2 separate regions of the Callithrix jacchus genome follow, and region 2 is linked to region 1. The links are chromatin contacts, called in public Hi-C maps. All regions are on one chromosome and are shown on one strand. Each heading gives the region's core, a stretch centred on a gene start, on an enhancer-like site or on the middle of the called end of the contact. The rest is flanking DNA. Distances are from core to core; before and after follow the strand shown. Region 1 overlaps GHR (growth hormone receptor). Region 2 holds the start of GHR (growth hormone receptor).

Region 1 (5,403 bases), core at 1,184-3,683:
AAACTTAAAATTTTTTTCTCCAAGAAGAATTGTATGGCGAGCATTGTTAAATAAAAGAAATCTCAGTTCAAGTCTTGAATTTGCTTTTGTTAGTTCATTAATCTTGGTCATGTAAATTATCCTCTCTATGCCTCAACTTCACCATCAGAAACAGAGAAAAATATTGATTTCCCTTGCTTCAAAGACATCCTCAATTACAAGAGGTCCATCTCATTTAGAAAGGGCTTTTGGGAAAAATGTCCCCATTAAATATATTTATAAACTATATAATACATTCTGATTTCAGAAATATTAAACTGTATAAAATATGGCCTAGGATCTAGAACACAAGACAAGGTTATCTGTCTCACTGAGTATGCAGCACGGAGTAAATAACATAATGTCAAGAACCCAGCATGGCTCGTGGTTCCAGAGCAAGTCCTAAATAACTACCGATTTTTCATTGTTATTGTTAATATTACTAATAAGAAGGGGAAGCATGCATTGAAGCCTTATTCAATATATTTTGGTTCCAAATATCATGGAATTTTGGAGACAGATTGTAGAAAATCTGTTCCCTTCACTTTACAGGTAATATACATGAATGGTGTGATAAAGTTAAGTGACTTATTGAAGCTAAATAATTGTAGAATCAAGATTATAACCCACACCTTCTAATTATTTGTCCAATAAATAATAATATGATCAGTGCTTACTATAAGCATGCATTATACTGGTTGCTTTGCATATAAATATTATCAAGTCATCACAGCAATTCAATATGACAGTGTAATAGGTACTATTAACCCATTTTACAGAAGAGGAAGCTGAGGCCCACAGCTAAGCAAAATCTCACAAAAGCACACTCTTGGTTAGAGTCTGAGCTCTGACTTAAACCCAGGTCCAGCTAATTCCAAAGCCTGGCCTCTTTTCACTGAGCTAATGTCTCCTACCTGACTTTGTACTTGCTCCTTCTGGATTGCATTACTGATTGAAGTCTTATCTTTTTTAACAAATGTATTAATTCCACACGCACAGATATAGTGTTACCTATTTTTTTTAACATGCATGACACAGGGCTGGGCATTGTGTACATGCTCAAAAATGTTTGCTGAGTGTATGATAGCATTTAAAAAAATATTACTTGTAAAAGCAAAAAAAAAAAAAAAAAACATAAACACTTAGGCAAGGAAAATGTGCACCAAATTGCTCAAGTAATGCCTTGTAACTAGATGCCATCCGTTTTTAAGAAGCACTTTCTTGCTTCTTGATACAGCAGTTCAAGGACTGGGCTTGAACAGAAATTCTCCTCAGTTTAAGAAATCGAATTTAAGCATATTCTCTGCTGATCCTAAGCCAGTCCTGCTTTCTCTAACAGTCAACAGCTCCCAACATACATGTTTAACAACTTTGAAAGCAGGGCAAGCCTAAGAGGTGCATAGTTAAAACCTAACTGTCCTTGAAAACATGGGAACCACTTTCCACTGGTACATGTGACTGTGTTTAAGGTTAAGCATTTGAAAATCTGGAGCAATTCCTAGACCTGGGCTAATAGGGCTAGCAGACACCTTTCTTGCTTTCACATTTAAAGAGAAAGAAACCCTCTTGAGATAAAGAAGAGATCCAGAATATAAGGTAAGTCTCTTTTGGAAAGATGCTATGATTGAGGTCTTCAGCATTCTTAGAATTTCCTTAGCTTGGAAAAGACTTAATCTCCTTAGGACAACATACTGCTTATACTGAAGACTGGGGTAGAAGATCACATGAGGGATGTGGAAGCAACATAGAGCCAGGAAAGATGGGATTTACGTACACTCAACTCTTCTGCATTTCCTTTTTGACACTGTCCCCACTTCTTCCTGTCTGGCCTAGCAAGCTCCCTTCTTACTAAAACTTGGGCATAAAATTTGATGATCTGGACTAGGGCCTATAGTAGTCAAAATGTGGTCATATCACTTTCCAACCCAAATTAATAACATTCATCCTGGGCAAAGCATGTGAACTATTGCTTCCTGAGTTGGATATGCTTTGCAGGATAACTCCAAAAGAATACCATGTTCATTACAACTACGCTAAAACAAAAGATCATGTTGCTTATTACTAGGGCTATGGGTCTGATACTTAAAAAAAGTAAGAAATTTTCAGACACATACTCCAATATTATGGTTTATCAAATCAGTGCTGTGGCCACAGTTTAATGCTTTCCCAAAGCTCCCCTCTTTTCTTTTATCCCAATCCCTTTCATTCTAAGCATATATAAGCCTGCTAAGAGTCCTAATCAGTTTCCTATTGTAACTTGTAAAACAGCCTCTGACATCTTCCCACAAATATCCATAAGCCTCACTCTTTTATTTTCTTCAGTTCTATTTTTTTTAAAAGTCACCTAATTAGAGAGGCATTCCCTGACAGTCTTACGTAAAATACAAACTTCTTGGTCTGATCCTGCTCCACCTAGCCCCCTTACCCTATTTTGTTTTTCCCCATGGCACTTATCTCTACATGACATAACATATATTTGTTTAGACGCAGTATCCTTTCACAAAATGTAAGAAAGGACTCTGTTTTGTTCATTGTGGAATCTCTACCACCTATAATGGTGATACTCATAGGAGGCTCTTGATAAATATTTGTTAAATGCACCGACAGTCTTTAGCCCCATTCTTTATTCACATAATTGCCAAAAAGTGACAGTATAGTCAACCATGTTTTAGGAAAAATATCACATTTCTTTCAACCACTTCTCACTTTAAAATCTAGGATGAACTGCAGTGCCATGCTTCTCGTCCATCCCAAACACGTTTTGTTTTGTCTTGTTTTTGTTTTCTTTAAATGAATTGTGCTTATTTTACTAGCACCTTCCGTATTTTGACACTCTACCCATTTCTGAATGAGATCATCCTCAAAGCCCAAAACAAGGTCAAAGGCATTTCCCGAAGTATTTCAAAAACCTTCATACCATGCCACAGTAGGAAGCTGTTCTTGTACTGCTCAGAAGGTTGAACATAGGAAGAGATCTGGAACATGCCAAGAGCAAAATGAGCTCTATAACTGACCCTGGAGAGTTGTCTCAGAGACTCTGGTAATCACAAACTAAAGTTAGCTGAGGCACCCTACCAGGCAGCAAGAGTACACCTTGTAATCACAACATATCCATACAAGTAGAACATGCCGTACCTTTCTTTCGGTGATGTCCTCATCTCCCAGTTAAACACTGTCTGAACCTGATAATTTTCCAACCTTGCTCTTTCTCCTTTAGATCAACAACTAACCACATGGAAAAAACATAAATTTTATACATGCATATATAAATTAATAAAATAATTATTTTAAGAAATATAATTATAATTTTAATTAAATAATTTAGAAATATAATCATAATCTCACGATTATAATCCAATAAAATAATTATAATTAAATTAACAAAAACAATAATAAAATATATTTTAAATATATATATTTAAAGATATTTTGAGTTTATGTACTACATTACACTTGTGGCATTTCATTTTAAAATCTTCTCTCTCCCATTCTCAAAAAAAGGTTTAGTCATGGTGCCTCAGCTAAGCACCATATCTGAACTAAGTTTCAGCCTCTGTTTCAGAGCAACAGAAAACATGTCCAGGCTTCCCGAGCTTGATTCCCTAAGTGACCAAGCAAGGTGGATTCAGTTTTCTTTTGCAGGCTGGAATTCTTGGTTTTTAGGACAGACACACTGTTCTGTTGCAACTCTATGCCTGGAGAAAAAATAAAAAACAAAATCAATAGCTTTGCCATGGGTAGCCAGGTATGGACAAAGACAGAGGCATCTGATAGCTGTTCCCCTTCTAGCATTTCCTTATCAACATGAAAACTATACACATGAGTGTTTACGTTTTGGAGACATCACTGTTCTCCTTTCCTTATAGCACAACAGGGACCACCCAGGCCTGGAGCTTGTGGACAATCAACGAAGAGCCACAGGGAATGGTGACTGGAAGATAAAAGGTAATGCTGACTGAACGGTAGTCAACTTGCGGTTCCACTTGTGGGTAGCAGTCGATTACCTACCCAGCTAAAGCTCCAGTATATGCAACATGTTTCTCTGCCAAGCTGATGCAATCCAATAGTCCTGAGTGCCTGCTTCATGCCCTTACCAAAGGGACTGCTGCCTTGATCTACAGAGACACCTGCTGCCAAGACATAGCTGGGAGACTTAGAGCATCAACACTCTTCCCACGTTTTGCTAAGTATTTGTGCCAGTTGCCACTCTTCACTGGCACATGTTTTGGTTTGCTATGGAAGCCAGAAGGAAATCATTCCATCTGTTACCTCTCTGTCTCATACCAGGAGATTAGAGAAGAACAATAATCTTTATTCTATCAAGTTCATCTTCAATGAAGGCAAGAGAGACCTGTAAGAGTTTAGACCAGAAATTGTCAATCTTCCCAGGTACCAGAATGACCTCTTGAAACAGAGACTTTAAGTTGCCTATTAATAATGATTTTCTCCAGCTTCTGTACCTATAGAGCACATTTTTATGGCGGTGGAAAGGTGCCCAGCTTAACACAAACACATTTCTACATTTTCCAGGTTCCCTTGCAAAAAGAGATGATCCTAAGATGCAGACTAATGAGATATAAGCTGAAGTTACCATGTAAAACATCTTGCAAAGAGAACAAACTTGGCTGGCTTGTCCATTTACCTTTTGCCTTTTACTCTGTACCTTCTTCTTATCTAGAAACATGATGCTTGGATCTCCTCTAACCATTTTGTGAGCATTGAGGAAAAAGCTAGAAGAAGCTTATGACATTTGCTATGAGACTATAATGCTTATAGCATGGGGACTTTGCAATTTACTTAATGTCTCTGAGTCTCAGTTTTCCTAAGTATATTACCACCCTTGTAGGGTTTTCATGGGAATTTAGATGAGATAATATGGGTAGAATTGCCTCATAATTACTAATATAAAGTAGTCAATCCAGTCAACAAATAAATCATCCCTTTCTCTCTTTTATCCTTCCAATTAGATCTCCAGACTCAAGGGGAAATTAAGCCAGACTTACTTGCTACTAGGTAGCACTTTCATAGCAGGCTTCTGTCTAAAGTGCTTTTTGACTTGGTGTCAACTGGCACAGACCTGAACTGTATAAACAAGGCTCTAGGCATATGAAAGAGATTCCTTTAAGCTGAGCAGCAGGAACCCAAGGTAAGTAGCCAGGCTAAGACACAGAGAAGGTGTGACCTTCACTACAGAGAACCTAAGAACATCTGAGATAAAGTAACTATCAAGAAGTATTCATATGCTCTTCTAGCTCAAAATATTTACCCACTTCCAATGTCTGTCCCCTTGGCAAAATTATGGCAAAATGGAAAAGTGAAGAGGAAAAGCAATCCACTGATTGTATGACTTCAGGGCCTGAAGATACTGAGACAGAGAGAAGGTCT
Region 2 (5,411 bases), core at 718-3,217, 77 kb after region 1:
AAGCCAAAATACATCCTTCCAGCCCCATCCAAAGGCCCTCTGAAGGGAAACTGTAAATAACTGGAGACCCTTTGAAATTTAATCTGGGAACAATGAGCTTTGCTTTTCTCAAAAGAAGAGTTCCGAATCACTGAATAAATGGAACCAACAATACTGTCTGCTGCAGCAGTTTTGTTTCTATCCAGCATTTTAATTTCTGGAATTGTTTCAACATTTATCACCAGAAAAAAGGACTTCCAGGGTGATGCAGGTGGAACCTAGCCTGGAACACCAGTTGCTCAGGAAACAGAGCCTGGGCTGCCACAATATTCCATGTCTGCAAGAAAAACCGAGTGTCTTCTTAGGTACACACACCAGGGAGCCTGAACACCTCTGAAACCAGCCAGTCCCTGGAATGTGGACAGCAGCACCCTGAAAAATCTCAAACTCACGGATCCAACCTGTCTCTGTCTCCGAAGTTCTGTACTCATACATATTACACATCTCTTAGACACCCTCCCTCCCCCCCTCGTCCCCTCCCCCTCCCCGCAAACTCTCCCAGGCAGTTCTCCTGAGAACTATCCAAACCCTCACTTCCAGCCGTCGGCCCAATGCATTTAGTTATTTTAAAGCACTTAGTACTTAATCCTATGCAGAAACTACTAGGACTTCCCAATCCTTTGGCCTCCCGTTACCTTTCTCTGTCCCTTCCAAGGTCTCCTGGCGGCACAAACAGGCAGGCGGCACCTCTGTGGCCTCTTCCACCCTGCACACCCTACTGGCTCAGGCGCCAACACGCCTCCCCGGACGCACACTCGCGCGCGCACACACAGCGAACACGTACACTCATTCAGGACACACAGTCCACACCAGACCGCGAACCCACGCAGCTTGATCCCAGCAGATATTTCCCCGAGCTATATATAAAGCACTCACCCCAAATAGACTTCCTCACGCACTCGCAAGTGGGTGACGCTGCCCTGCACCCTCTGCGCCGCCAGCACCCTCTCCCTAGACACGCGGCCACCCCACTGACCCGCAGCCTCTGGCAGTTCTGTCAAAACTTTGAACTTGGTTGATTTTACAACCGCGAGTGTGTCAGAGGCTGGAGGAGGTCGGCTCGCCACAATTTCCACTTACCTCAGTTCATGCGGACTGGTGGCCGTGACTCTACTGACCCCAGCTCCAACCGTGCCAATGCGCGGCTGCAGCCCGCATAAACGCGCAAAAGGCTGCGCGCTCTGAGCGCTGTGTCCACACGCGCAACCAGACCTCCCGAGTCTCTCCAGTCGCGCTGCCCGGGATCCTTCCCCGCGCAGCAGCAGCAGCCTCGGCAGTTTCTGCCTCAGCCAGGCTGATGATGGCAAACAGAAACACTCTCGCAAAACTTCTATGACTTTAACAAAACTGTCTCCGGAGGAAACCCCTCTACGCACCCTACTCACGGGCCGAAGCAGGCGCCAGAGTGGGATGGTTGGTCTGTCGCCCGCAACTCCCTGCCGCCCCCACCAACTTCCAGACACACACACACACACAAGATTGGGTTACCACAACCCACCAGCAGAAAACAGCTTTTTCGCAAGGAGGAGGCGAGCACAGTCAACCCCCAAGTCATCCGGAATTAAAAATTATCCGTGTAAATATATCAGACAGAGTCTCCCATTTTCATAAACAGCTAGAGTCTCAGGGTTCACTCTCAGGCCCCCTGACACAACAGGAGGAAAATAAAAGCCCGACTCCCGCAGCCACACTCCAGTACCTCCGAGCTTTGCCTCTGGAGAGAGAGCGCGGGTTCGCGTCTGCGATGGGGCCGCTGGGGCCGATGGTGCCGGGGCCTCCAGCCCGCGTGGCCCCTGCCCGGGGTCCCCGCCGCCGCCCGGGCTCAGCAGCAGCCGCCGCCGCCACCGCCACCGTAGCAGCCGCCGCTGCCGCTGCCGCCGCCGCCGCCGCCGCTCCCTAGACCTCCTCCTCTTCCCATGGCTGCGCCCTGCTTGGCAGCTCGCGGGCTGTCAGGCTTGGGGAGGAGAGAGGGGGCGGGGTGAAACGGGAAGGGAGGATGGGAGTGCAGGGGTGGAAAAAGGCGGCTACCGTTCACCAGGGGTCACGCCGGGCCTGGCCTGCCTTCCCCCAGATCCAGGCTGCAGAAGCGAGGGGACGCGGACGTTCAGGGAGGCCAGTTCGAGAACCACTGCGGAAAGGGCGAGTGCTGCCGGGGCCAAGCATTCCAGGGAGCTGGGATGAAGTCTTCCCCGAGAGGAGCTGGAGTTGGTGCGTGTCACTCTCATCTGGGCTGCGCGGCTCCTCCTAGAGGAAAATATTGGTAGTTGCAATACACTTCCTTCCTCTCTGCCTGCCCGGATTCCCAAATGAAGGCAGGACCTACAGGAGCGTTAAGTACAGTCCATAGACTCAAAGAAACGCTTAGATACTAACACTTAAAAAGGTTAGTATCTCCAGGAATGGGAGGAAGATCAGCCTGGTAGCTTGGAAACCGTGTTTAGCCATCCAAATATTGCCTCTCCATCGGCAATCAAGTTCCAAGCTTCCGCTCACTGGGGCACAGTGAAAAGATAGTTAAAACTACGAAGGGCTTTATTGTCGAGGTTAGAAGACAGATTAAGTAATTTACCAAGACACGCAACAAGTTAGCAGAGAGGTATCTGCCAGAGGACAGGGATGAAGGAAGAGCAGACACAGGCCGCAACCTGAAGTTCCTGAGGGAACTTCCAGGGAAAGTATTTTAACTCTGCCGCAGCCCAGACATAGTGCATCTGTCAAATGCAAGCCCTGCCTACTTCATCCCACTCTTAGGAAAATAAAGCAAGACAAGAAGTTGTAAAAGTGCGGCAGAAAGTTAAAGTTGTGCATAAGTATGTCATTTTTGTACAGCATCAAACCCCGAGTCACTACATGCTTTTCTGAGCAGAGTACAGAAGTCCAGCTCCGGATTGTCTCAGATCTGAAAGCATAGCTAGTCAAGCGATCTTTGCACAATTTACTGTCAATTGTAATGTCACTTACCTATATGCTTCTAACAGCTTTGGTTTACTAAAGCTTTTCTTTTTTCTTTTTTTTTTAACAGAGCTTCCAGACACAAAGCCAAGTTTATACCCAGAGAGAAATGTTTAAACAACAACTTAAAGTAACCAAGTTTCTTATCTTTAGACTAACATATCTATAGGGCACTGAAGTAGTACCTGGGGGCCAAGACTTAAGAAGGAACAGAGAACCAAAGACTCTGGGATAGCAGATATCACATAAGACAACCCTGTTTTCAAAGAAATCAAATAAGTGAAAAACTTTCCTTAGAATGCTTTCAGAAGCTCAGCTGTGGCTCAAATACCCCAGCTGTTCCAGACAGACACCTAGAATGAACAAAGAAGAAAAGATTCTAAAAGGTACATGTTTTATCATGGGATAGGATGGTATTGATCTTGAAGTGCTCTTGTTCTATCCCGTTTAAGAATAAGGAGGCTTTTTCCCCCCTAAGACTCTTCCCCAACACATTGATTTCTGGGGTTTCATACTTTGTTGAAGCAGTAGTGATGATTGGCTGTGTCTGGAGCTTTTAAAAAGGGGAGATATCCACATAGAGAAACTTGGGAAAGTAAAAGATTAAGGCAAAGTCAAGAAAAACTCCTGCTGGGTGGTCCATGCCTGCCAAGCTGGCTGACAGGGCAGTCCTGGCAGGAGTAAAGTCCAGGCAGACCTCAAATGCTGACTCCACTTTTGTCTGAAATGACCTTCCAAGTTGGACCTTCTTCAGAGCCTGGCACTACCAACCTCTATGTTTTTATCCTCTCTGTGCCTTCTCATCCTTTGTCCTTCTTCCCTGAGCTAGAGAATCTTGATCTAGTTTAGGAAGTGCCAGATGGACTCATTAAAGATATTCAAAATTCTATTGTCTATACTCTGAGATGAGCTCAGGGCCATACTTAAAAAAAAAAAAGAACTGACATCTTTTTATTACTATTTTTTAAATTTGGGTTCAGGTGTAGCCTCCACTCTGTGTGCCATGAAACTAGACTGCTCTGGCTTCTGCTCTGTCTTTGATTTTTAAAACATCATCATGCACAGAAAACATAGGAAAAGACACCTTGGTTAATATTATGGAACTAGATATAAACCTGCAACTGACATGAAGGTCAGCCTTTATTCTTAAGCCCCATGAATAAAGGTCCCTCAATCTCATATATGACCAGGTATAGGTCTATAGTAGTATATGGCTCTTTATATATTCCTAATTGTTTGAGAAAATGTACCAGGTATTGAGCCTATTAATTTGTTATAAGTTAAGGTATGCCAGAGCACATTTACCTTCTGAAGAGTGAAACTGCATTTGCCATGGTTTCCATTCTGCTTGGAAGATCCTACTGTGTCCACCCAGAGAAATCCTTCTTAACCTTAAAGTTCCAATCAATTGTTTACTTTCTCTCTGAAGCTCTTCCTGACTATTCCACAGGGTGGGATTTATAAGTTAATTCTCCCTTTATCAGCACCTTTATAGACCTTTATATCTTCTGGTATTAAATATTGCACTTTTTGTTGATATGTCTGCTTTCCTGCTAATCATGAAATTTCTGAGGGAGAAACTATATATTCTTAATATCTATACCTGCGATGTCTAGGTTAGTACTTAGAATTTATAGAGTTTGTAGACTGCCCAATAAATAATCAAATTGAATGAAATTTTATATCTCCTTGATTTATATCTCAAACCCAGAGCTGTCCACAGAGCTCCACACTAACAACTGGCTATCTCCATTTGAATGTCTAACAGACCTCTGAAACTTGACATGTCCCCATTTGAACTCTGGTTCTTTCTCCCTAAAATGACTCCAATCACAGTGTGTGACATTTCCATCTCAGTAGATGGCAACTACTTCCTGCCAGTTACTCAGGCCACAAACCTCTGAAATCACCCTTACTTCTCTGCCACCACATTCCACATTCAGAACTCTGTCCACTTCTTTTTTTTTTTTGAGACGGAGTTTCACTCTTGTTACCCAGGTTGGAGTGCAATGGCGTGATCTCGGCTCACCGCAACCTCCGCCTCCTGGGTTCAGGCAATTCTCCTGCCTCAGCCTCCCGAGTAGCTGGGATTACAGGCACGCGCCACCATGCCCATCTAATTTTTTGTATTTTTAGTAGAGATGGGGTTTCACCATGTTGACCAGGTTGGTCTCGATCTCTTGACCTCGTGATCCACCTGCCTGGGCCTCCCAAAGTGCTGGGATTACAGGCATGAGCCACCACGCCCGGCCCTCTGTCCACTTCTTGGAGAGAGGTCCAGAGACACCTGGTCTTAACCACCAGAATTTCTCAGTTAGATTACTGCAGTAGTCTCTCAACTCAACGGGTCTCCTTGCTTCAACAAACCCCTCCCCTAGCCCCCAACCAACATCAACAACAACCTGAGGTTTAAATTCAGT

What was found. A called contact is a pair of places that touch in the nucleus more often than the background predicts.
Region 2: a Hi-C map of skeletal muscle shows a contact between it and region 1, with 2.9 times the contacts expected there. The contact joins the promoter of GHR here to the enhancer-like site in region 1. A contact is called at or near these places in 2 of 3 Hi-C or Micro-C datasets (both in skeletal muscle).

The regions. Positions count from the first base shown.
Region 1 is chr2:163,093,263-163,098,665 of calJac240_pri, forward strand. All of the region lies in intron 1 of GHR (growth hormone receptor), which reads right to left. Among named protein-coding and RNA genes, the nearest start is that of GHR, 77 kb to the right of the region's middle. Within about 2 kb of position 2,434, at least 3 of the 16 cell types and tissues checked have an H3K27ac peak or open chromatin away from gene starts, as enhancers often do. A contact at or near this core is called in skeletal muscle, where this site is marked.
Region 2 is chr2:163,170,935-163,176,345 of calJac240_pri, forward strand. GHR (growth hormone receptor) reads right to left here and starts at 1,968. Exons shown (of 11, transcript XM_035291616.3): 1 at 1,739-1,968.